2 separate regions of the Mus musculus genome follow, and region 2 is linked to region 1. The links are chromatin contacts, called in public promoter capture Hi-C maps. All regions are on one chromosome and are shown on one strand. Each heading gives the region's core, a stretch centred on a gene start, on an enhancer-like site or on the middle of the called end of the contact. The rest is flanking DNA. Distances are from core to core; before and after follow the strand shown. Region 1 overlaps Gm20757 (predicted gene, 20757). Region 2 holds the start of Nedd1 (neural precursor cell expressed, developmentally down-regulated gene 1).

Region 1 (5,255 bases), core at 840-3,339:
TAAGGATTCTAGGGCCTCATTGGCCAGCCTAGCTAACCAAAATTGAAAACTCCAGATTCAGTGTTTTAAAAATGGAATGGAGTTCAATAACAAAGGAAGGCAACAGCAGACGTGATAGATAAGCATGCATACACACACACACACACACACACAGAGAGAGAGAGAGAGAGAGAGAGAGAGAGAGAGAGAGAGAGAATTGGGCAATGAAAATGTATTTGCTAAGTATGTGCACAATTTATACATGTCAAATATTTATAACTATATTTCTCTTAAAGCATCACAAAGCTACATACATTGCCTAGATTTACCTTAATACTTTAGAAAGATGCACCTGAGAAATAATGTCCTACATGTCCCGTGCAATAGAAGCAATCCCATAATGATCCACTAACACACATTTAAAGGTCTTCAATAATCCAATGCATACCTCTTAGAACCCAAACCAGAGTATAATCAGATATCTCTTCCTTTGTTGATATTGACTATTTAAGGAACCCAACTCAATGCCTTCAAGAACATTCTATACTCTGTACTTCATCTGATTGTTCCCAACTCTAATATGTTTGCTCTATTGTTCCTTTGACCTTCCTGTAAGTAGGTGATTCAATCTATATAAATAGTCTTGCATGGACTATAACTAATTTATAAGCCCATTCTAAATACCAACTTTGAAGTCTGATTTTCTGGCTTTACCATATCATGCTAATTTGTCTAGAGTAGAACTCTGATGTTCGCATCCATGAATTTCTGTACTTATAGGTGAAGAACAGTCAAGGCCAGGAAGACTAGAAGGAAAAGCCAAGGTCACACAGCAATATAAGATCAAAGGAATTGGGCAAAGGATGGGTCAGCCAATTTTAATTGGTTTCAGGTCAATTAAAATGGATGCAGCCCTGAGCCTGAGAGAGGAAACTGGAGGACATAAACTAGGATTTTTTTCACTAAAGGGAACCATTTGGATAGAAATTGCAATTGACACCAGAAGTATGAAGTGGGTTCAAAATATTTTTTTAATTTATTCATTTATTTTATGAATATGAGTACACCATTGCTCTCTTCAGACACACCAGAAGAGGGCATCATATCTCATTACTGATGGTTGTGGGCCACCAAGTGGTTGCTGGGAACTGAACTCAGGACCTCTAGAAGAGCAGTTGGTGCTCTTAACCGCTGAGCCATCTCTCCAGCCTTTTTTTTTAAGATTTATTTATTTATTTATTTACTTATTTATTTATTGTTATATGTAAGTACACTGCAGCTGTCTTCAGACACACCAGAAGAGGGCATCAGATCTCATTCCAGATGGTTGTGAGCCACCATGTGGTTTCTGGATTTGAACTCAGGACCTCCGGAAGAGGAGTCAGTGCTCTTAACTGTTGAGCCATCTCTCTAACCACAATTGAAAGCTTTACAAGACATGTATAGTGCACTAGGACCCCTTGCTGGGATGTCAAAGTGTCCTTAAACCCCTCCTAATCTGAAGTCCAGCTTTCTACATAATCTTTCCACCTTTTTCATTCCTCCCTGTCTTCTTCTCTTAGCTGGCCTCCCTGGTGCTTTTCGTTCTGCTTCCAATTCCCTTTAGTAGTCCTTCATAGACCTACAAGAAGAAACTTTTAAAGAGTAAATCTGATAAGGTGTTCTCTTCCCACAGATCGATTAAAACCCCTTTCCGGTCACCCACTGTATTTGTTATAAAAACCACACTATTAATATGCCCAACAAGGCTCAGCATGCTACAGACTATGTCTTCCTGTCCAATGAACTTTGTGTCCTTCTCTCTCTCCCTCTGTATTAGTTACTTTGCTCATTGCTGAGACAAAATCCCCAACAGAAATGATGGAAGGGAAAAGGGGCTGACTTCTGTTTTTGATTTAAGAGAGGATATAATCCATCAGAGTAGAAAGGCGTGGTGGCAGAGTGTAATTCTGCGTGTCCCACTGAATCTGGCTGGTCACACTGAAGAGAAAGCACACAGAGAGAGATGGATTCTGGCACTCGTGCTTTGTCTCCCTTTCTCTTCTGCTCAGTTTTGCACACAGCCCTAGGGTGGGACCACCCACACTCAGGATGGCTTTTCAATCTTCCGTTAGATATCTTTGGAAATGTCCTCACAGACATGCCCAGAGGTGTGTCTCCTAAGTGATTCTCTCAATCCTGTCACCGCATTCAAATGACTTCCTTTGTTTAAGAAACTGCATCCTGTTCTATTTTGCCTGCAGACAATTGTTCAACTGGCTCCCTCTGTCTGGAAGACGTCCCTTGAGTTCTGTGGCACAGCCTGACCACCTGCCCTTTGCCAAGATAATTTCTAATCTTCCCATCAAATGTTTTCTTCCTCAAATAAGTCTTTTCTGACCTTGAAATCCCTTCCGGAGCCCTATCATCATGAGGTGTGCTTTAATTTCACAAGTCTTAGCATCGTTCGCCTTCTATATTAGATTTATTATTAGCCTTACTGGCCTCAAAGCTGTATGTGAATTGAGACTGTGTGATTTCAGTTACTTGCTTAGCCAAATAAATGGGTTTTACAAAGTTGCTGCTGAATGAGTGCTACTGTAAAAAGAAAAGACATTGGAGTCTCATAGCTAAATATGAGACTGAGTAGGGTACTAAATAGAGCTGAGAGCAAACAACCAGATCAAAAGACTAGGTAAATGGAACTACAGTTGAGAAACTGGAGCTCTAACACGGGTAGGACTCAGCCACCACGAAGGTTTTCCTGGGATGCTTCTGATGATGCACCAGCAAGCTCTATGGGTTCAGATTTTTAAGGGGAAATGTTTACATCTCTTTGGGTTACTTTGCTCCATCTGGCAGCGTTGGTTCTTCGCATTAGAAATCACTGCTCAGTAAGTGCAGTACCATTCTCTGGGCTCTCCATGACCTCTTACCCTCTGAAGCATCCCGTAGAGCATCAAGTCTCACAGTAGCCCTACGGGGTTTCTTAGAGTTCACGGATAAACTATGCTTATTCATGACTACCTTTTGCATGCTGATAAATCCCTTTCTGTTTTAAATCTCCAAGTTTAGACTTATGGCTCTTCTAAGTTTCAGACCTTTTTAAAATCTGGATGTACTTGAAACTGAACTCACCTCCCACCCCCCACCCCTGAAGCACCCTTTGTGTTTTCTTACCAAGGGTCCTTGTAACATCATTGTGAGGCAAGGTTTAGCTCTCTGTAGGTACTCATGGAAAAGGGACCATCAGATGACTGCAGGTTGTTTGCATATGTTGTAGTGAAGGTGGACACTGGTGCTCAAAGGAAGGTAGGAGTGAAAACAGCCAAATCAAGAACACTACAGATGAGAAACAAATCTTGTGGCTGCCTATGAGCCGCCCAAGCAGACCAGGTGAAAACCAGACAGACAGGTTCAGAGAAGCAAGGCCAGTGTTGATAGGCCTGATGGACAGCTTCCATACAACACCATGGGATATATGAGAGGCACTATTACTCTTTTACGTTCTTGCTCTTAATTTAGTTAATTGTAGCAGATAACCTCAAGAAAGCCTCTGCCTGTTTTACAAAAGAGATGCCAGACCATCTCCAAGATGATGAATTAACACAGAACAAAGATAACTACTTCTCAATGAGAACAAAGAGAGTTCAGTATAATGAACAGCAATTGAGACACCTTTAAGATCAGAGGGCAGTAAAGTCAGAACTAACTAATAGCTAGCCTACAGTCAAGGTCAACATCAAACAAAGCAGGATTCATAGGCGGTTACAGGAGGGCTTCAAGGACTCATGACTGGGTGAGCAGTACATGAACAATGTGTGATCATCTTTGGGTAAGTCAGGAGTACATGCATATAGCATGTGAACCTTCCATTGGCTCAGTTCATGATAGCACAGAGAATTAAGCAAGCTCAGCAATTACCTAACCTTTGTTAGTTTCCGTGACAGCTCTATGAAACTCTCCAGAAAAGAAACTCAGTGGTTTTATTCTTTCTTGGGAATCCTTGCCACTTTGGGGAGTTTCTCCCTTTTCCTTAATTTCTCATTGTTTCTTGACAGGCCTTAATAAATATGATATCTGTTTTGCTTATTCCAGTGAGTATCCACATCTGTAATCACTACTGGTCTAAGACCGTGAGTTCAAAAGCTACTGTCTCAAGTTCATCTTTGGTGAGGGTGAATGCCCAGCTTATGAGTGCCCATGCTGTTGTCTTTGGATCAAGCACAATGGGGATGAGTAAGGTCCAGTCTCAAAACAACAACAAACTCACACAAACACACACACACACACACACACACACACACACACACACACACACACACACACACACACACACAATTCTACATCAGTACCTAAAACAAAATACTTACTTGATAGCATTGTTCATTCAAACAGAACAGAGAATCAGGCAAACTAGGTGCAAAGTAGAATATAAATATAGAAAGCTTAGTCCAGATAATGTCCAGTTTGTAAGGATTCAGACTGATCTTGGGTTTGGACACTAGGTAGTCATAGAAAACTAGGGCTCCCAGTTCACCACACCATTATTTGCAAAATGAGGACATTACTAAGCCACTGAGTTTGGGGGACCATTAACACATACATTTTCAGCATATTTCACCATATACACATGCATTTTCAGCTTACGGAATTTTCAGTTTACAGATGCATTTATCCAGACCTGGCCCTATCACAAATCAAGCTGCATGGGGATTTACAATGTTGGCTGCGTATAGTGTGCTCGTTGCTAATACTCATCAATGGCCTAAATGAGTCCTCATGGTTCTATGGCATTACAATCACCTCCATCGTTACCTGGGAGGAAGCCAACCATCACAGAAGTTAAGGGACGGGCACATGTCATCTAGAGAGGAGGTGAGAGAGGAGAATCTGAACTCAGCCCTATTTTACTTAAACACCCTTGAGCACTCCACTTGGTTCCACTGCACCGAAGTATCCACCGCAGCCTCAAGTCCCATGATTTTGCTACGTGGTGTTCTACCCTTCACTCTCTCCTCACAGCGATGCAAGCTATGAGACTTTGAAAGTGATGGCGCACTTCCATCCTGTTAGTTTCGAGATTCAGCATGTACTTTCTTCAAGAAAAAGTTCCTCTGGAAAGGAAAAGGATGAAGGGAGGGGCGAGCTGATCTGATCTGATCTGATCAGGTAGATAAAGGAGTCATACCTCCGGCATCTGAGTGACCCTGATGAGAAGAGACAGCGTGACCTGTGCTAGGTTATTTTCTAAGTGTCTGTAAGGTCAGTTGAGGTAAGCAAATGAGAAACAAAAG
Region 2 (5,453 bases), core at 1,042-3,541, 430 kb after region 1:
CTACCCTATATTCTAGCACCCAATTCAATGTTGTTCATGGAACTTCTACTCTCTTCTTTGTTCCCATAACAATGCCCGCCTCCTCACACAGGAATTTTGAAATATTCCTGATCCATACTAAGTACTCCGCAGGGAAATAAACTAAGTAATGTTCTCATATTTTTTTAATGTGCTATAATCTAGCCATCCTGGAAGTCTGAATCCCACTGTGCCAAGTTTTCCAAACTCTAAAATTAACAACAAAGTTAAATAAGTTGCCACTGTATCCTAAAACCAACTCTTGGTCCCAGACCTCTGACTTTTTATTCAGTGTGATGTTCCCAGCACATAAATCTGACAGAATGATGCCACAAGCCAAGGCAGTCTAGACAGAAAGCAGAGAGGCTGCTCCAAGCACTCTGAAGGGCAGCAGTACTGTGAAAGACGGTGTATTTAAACATACAGAGGAGAGAAAAGGCAGAGAAATATGCTCTCACACTCAGTATGGGTGGTACCATGGTACTATTATTACAGGGCCGGCAGTGGTGGTGGTGCACGCCTTTAATCCCAGGCAGAGGCAGGTGGATCTGTGAGTTTGAGGCCAGCCTAGTCTGTGGAGCTAGTTCCAGACAGCCAGGGCTACACAGAAAACCCCTATCTCAGAAACAAAACAAACAAACAAAAACAGCAACAAAAAAGAGTACTATACTACTATCCAATTAACAAACTTGGTAATTCAATTTATCCTATTGCCTGTCTGAAGACATTAGATATATTAACAATGAGTTTGAATGAAGTGGGTTGCAACCGATATTTGTTTAGATAGAAATAAAATCAATGGAGAAAACTAAGGCACAAGCAGATGCTAGTTTTTAATTCCTGTGTGTGTGTGTGTGTGTGTGTGTGTGTGTGTGTGTGTGTGTGTGTTTAATCCATAGTGTTCCTGTGTGTGTGTGTGTGTGTGTGTGTGTGTTTAATCCATGGTAGCCACACAAAATATGTTTCTTTTTATAGGTCAACACAGTTTCATTGATACTTGAAGTCTAATAAAAAGTGGTTACTTTTTTTTTTTTTTTTTTGGTTTTTTGAGACAGGATTTCTCTGTATAGTCCTGCCTGTCCTGGAACTCACTCTGTAGACCAGGCTGGCCTTGAACTCAGAAATCCGCCTGCCTCTGCCTCCCGAGTGCTGGGATTAAAGGTGTGCGCCACCACGCCCTACTTTTTTTTTTTTTTTTTTTTTTTAAGGGATGCTACGGCAGCTACAACACACTGAATTGATTCCATCTGGTGACATAGGGGGCTGAATTTAACCAAGGTTAAAGGCCAACAGTGGTCAAAGACACGCCCCCACATCATCAACAAAAGCATCATACATATCTGGGTTCCAGAGGACAAACTAAAAAGCATAAGGCAGAAATCATTGAGTCTCAAGAGGAAAAATAAATAAATAAATAAAGTTTATGGAAAGGATTAAAACAGTTATTTGTTGTGCATATTTTTGGATACAGTAGTGTGTGGGGTGGTTCTGAGTTAGAAGGGACCCCTAGTAGGTGAGGCTAAAAACTTGCAGAGTCACCTGTTGAATTGTAGACAATGTTTCTATTTGGTGACTAAAACACTTACTCAATGCCCCTTGTTCCCCGGCCCATGGAAAAACACAGGGTAGAAAAGTTGAACTCTGAAGAACAGTAAACAGCTGCAAGCTGCTGCTACCCTAACCCCACACAAGGAGCCTACTGTGCAGTGTGGTGCAATGAGTGGATCAAGGCTCTTCAGAAGAGTTAAGCGACCCACACAGCTTCAGTGAGGCTGACTTCACGGAGACCTCTCACAGTCCCTTCGCTTGGCTTCTGGGCTCTGACATCAGTCCCCGGGAGAGGATCCCGGGAAAGAAGAGCGACAGCGACCAACTGCACTCTCTGCTCAAGAAGAGTTCTCGGGAGTTGCACCCCTAGCCCAGGGCGCCTGCGCTCAGCAGCTACGGGCGAGCCAGACCCGGGAGTCGGGGTGGACGAGCCGCTCGGGGCAGCTTGGCCCTTAAATCCGGGGCCCGCGACCCGGTCCTGTCCTGTCCTGTCCTGCCCGGTCCCCGGCCACTTTCCAGCGCGCGCGCGCGCCCGCTGCCGCCCAACGCAGGACCGAAGAGGCTGACCTCGGGGGTCCCCGGCCCAAGGCCACCGCGCTCACAGAGCCTCCCTGTCAGGCGGAACCTCACCTCTCAAGCGTGGGGCCACAGGGGAGGCCCAGCTCCACCCGTTCCTCGCTGCGCTTCCGGCTCCCGCCTGGACTGTTAAACTTGGGCGGCCGGAAGTCCCGCCTCGCATGACGTCACGGGAAAGGCGGTGCCCCGAGCGCTCAGCCCGCGGGGGTGCTGGGTGGCCTCCCACCCTGGGGCGGTGCAGAGGAAGATATCCTAGCCTGTAGCTACTGCTCCTTTATCACTCATTTGTTTGCTGGCTACTGTGTGCCAGGCGCTGAGTTAGGCTGTGGGTGTGCACTTACTGTGTTTAGCTTGAAGGGACAAGAGGTCAGTCAACACGCAGGTTCCCTAGCCTGCTGGAGATTACAGTCTAGTTAGGAAGTTAATATTAACACTTCTGTAGGGAAAGGGAAGGCAAGAATAAAATGCCAGGCAGTGGCGGTGCACACCTTTAATCCCAGCACTAGGGAGGCAGAAGCAGGCAGACTGCTGAGTTCTAAGCCAGCCTGGTCTACAGAGTGAGTTCCGGGACAGCCAGGGACTACACAGAGAACCTCTGTCTTGAACAAAACAAAACAGAAGAATAAAAGATGGGGAATTCACGGGCAACTCTCAGTTCCCACAAAAAAAGGTGTCACAGTTATCACAAAGAAGAACGCTCATAATAAAGGCAATTAACATGGTTGGTTTAGGAGAGGATTACTTGAGAGGAAGCCAAGAAAAGCTGCAGGTTAAACATCTAACTTCAAAGGGGTGTGGTGGTACAAGCCTTTAATCCTAGCACTCAGGAGGCAAAGGCAATGGGATCTCTGTGAGTTCAAATCCATCCTGGTCTACTGAACGAGTTCCAGGACGGTTATACAAAGAAACTCAGTTTCAAAGAGGGGAGGGAATGGAGAGGAAATTGTGGCAGGAGTGGGAGAAGGAAAGGAGGGGAAGAGAAAGGAAGGGGTGGGAGGGAAAAGGAGGAAAGCAGAGGAGAGGAACATCTAACCCAAAACGAACCCTAACCCTGAGAACAAACCCAGTAGTGACTTCAGCCTCTGAGCTAGCCATCTTCACATCCGCAGCTTCACATGCTGCTGTTCAGGTACATGAACACCAACTCAGTGGTTTTTTGGTTTTTTTGTTTTTGAAGGAAATGTATTTCATGGTAGAAAGGGGCCAATGAACTGAGTTTTCCCAACATTCCTGCTAAAAGATTGCTCTGTTGAGAGTTCTTACTTCCATCACTGATAGCATGTTCCTATGGAAAGTGTTGCTCCTTTGTCCCAGGTGCACACCGGATGTGTTTCTCAACTGGATACATAATGTCCCAGTTATCTGAACCCATATCAAAAACAACTGGAAACCTAAGAAGTGCCAATCCCCACCTCCCCTAGGAGAAAAAGAAGTCTCTCCAGCTTCTGGAAGCTGGTGAGGAACAACCATAAAATGAAGACGGGGAGCAAGCAGTATATGCCTTGTGTAATCTGCAGCTGCTTTTGGTGTTATTAGCTGATTTTTTTTCCTGGAATTTGGCCTAAAATGCTGAGATCTAAGTAGGGAGAACTGGAACACATGAAGAAAAGAATGCTTGAAGCAGAAAACACAACTCTCTAACACTGAAACCAGCAAGAAAGCTTAAGACTGGATTATGTGGTGGGGGGAAAAGGTAGACACTAAGACTATTCCTGCATTAAAAGTGAGATGTTTCATAACAATAAAAGTAAATAAACTGGGCACAATAGCTCACTCTAGTAATCCCAACACCCAGGAAACTGGGGCAGAAGTATTGGTATGAGTTTAATGCAAGACATTAACTGAAAACAAAAGTTGTTTTGTTTTGTTTTGTTTTGTTTTGTTTTTTGTTTTGTTTTGTTTTGTTTTTAGCAAGGGCTCTTACAGGAACAGAACTGACGATATTTATAGAAAATCTTATTTGAGTGGCTTATAGGCTGCACTGGCTAGTTTTGTGTCAACTTGACACAGGCTGGAGTTATCACAGAGAAAGGAGCTTCAGTTGGGGAAGTGCCTCCACGAGATCCAGCTGTAAGGCATTTTCTCAATTAGTGATCAAGGGGGAAAGGCCCCTTTTGGGTGAGACCATCTCTGAGCTGGTAGTTTTGGTTCTATAAGAGAGCAGGTTGAGCAAGCCAGGGGAAGCAAGCCAGTAAGGAACATCCCTCCATGGCCTCTGCATCAGCTCCAGCTTCCTAACCTGCTTGAGTTCCAGTCCTGACTTCCTTGGTGATGAATTAGCAGTATGGAAGTGTAAGCCGAATAAACCCTTTCCTCCCCAACTTGCTTCTTGGTCATGATGTTTATGCAGGAATAGAAACCCTGACTAAGACACAGGCCATAGTCCAGCTAATCTGACAATGGAAAGTCCCAGAATTCAGTAGCTGTTTAGTACATACTGCTTGATGTTTCAGCCAGTCTTGAATATATGTCAGAATCCTGAAGAAGCAGGCTCTACTACTAGTGAAGGAATGAACTTGCCAGTAGAGTGAGGGCAAGCAGGCAAAGAGCAAAAGCATTTGTCTGCTTAAACAACAAGCTTGTTCCTTTCCTGGGCTTCCAGGAGAAGGTGTGGCCCAGATTTAGGGTGTGTCCTCTGAGATCTAGTGATTCTGATTTAAGGTGGTCTTGTGACCTCAAGTGATCTGGATTTAAAGGTGGGTGGGTCTCCCTACTTCAAAAGATCCCTCATAGATGTGCCCCAATGGCTTCAGTTTTTAGTTCATTCCAGATATAGTCAAGTTGACAACCGATAGCCATCACAGGGGCATATCCGCCATTCCTGTTGAAAATTTCAACAGAATTCATTCTTATCTGGGGGAGGGGGAACCACAGGAGTAATGTAGAAAGTTGGGATACTTCCAAATATCTGCATTCACAGAGGACTCTACCCTCCCCCAACTATTGCAAGATTACCATTCTCTTCAGCAACATATCTGTAAACAAAAGGATGAAAAATGAAGCAAGTTGTAATAGGTTTTGAAAAGAATGTGTCTTACAGACCAGGTTTTCTAATCCTAAAAATGCTAAACATAAATAGAATATAATAAAGAAACTAGTGAAAGACCCACAAGTGAGGACTCCCCCATGTTCTGACACAGGAGAGGCAACACCCCAAATCACTCACAAGAAACGGCCTTGATGCAAACCGCAAGAGGACTTTTTATTCCAGGAGCGCTCAGGGGCCCTCAGTCATACACCATGCAGGGGTAGAGGACTGTGGACCCCGAGTAGCTGGGAAAGGGGTTATTTAAAGGAAAAATACACAACCC

Evidence for each region. Promoter capture Hi-C pulls out the DNA fragments that hold promoters and counts their contacts.
Region 2: a contact with region 1 is called in a promoter capture Hi-C map of trophoblast stem cells, with 3 times the contacts expected there. The contact joins the promoter of Nedd1 here to the enhancer-like site in region 1. A contact is called at or near these places in 6 of 39 promoter capture datasets (the 3T3-L1 cell line, embryonic stem cells, frontonasal cranial neural crest and 2 more), 3 of 115 datasets of contacts at active chromatin or transcription factors (embryonic midbrain, neural tube and stem cell-derived neural progenitor cells) and 1 of 9 other capture datasets (embryonic stem cells).

What each region holds. Positions count from the first base shown.
Region 1 is chr10:92,287,317-92,292,571 of GRCm38.p6, forward strand. All of the region lies in intron 2 of Gm20757 (predicted gene, 20757), which reads right to left. Among named protein-coding and RNA genes, the nearest start is that of Gm20757, 85 kb to the right of the region's middle. Within about 2 kb of position 2,090, at least 6 of the 459 cell types and tissues checked have an H3K27ac peak or open chromatin away from gene starts, as enhancers often do. A contact at or near this core is called in embryonic stem cells and trophoblast stem cells, where this site is marked.
Region 2 is chr10:92,720,127-92,725,579 of GRCm38.p6, forward strand. Nedd1 (neural precursor cell expressed, developmentally down-regulated gene 1) reads right to left here and starts at 2,292. Exons shown (of 15, transcript NM_008682.2): 1 at 2,197-2,292.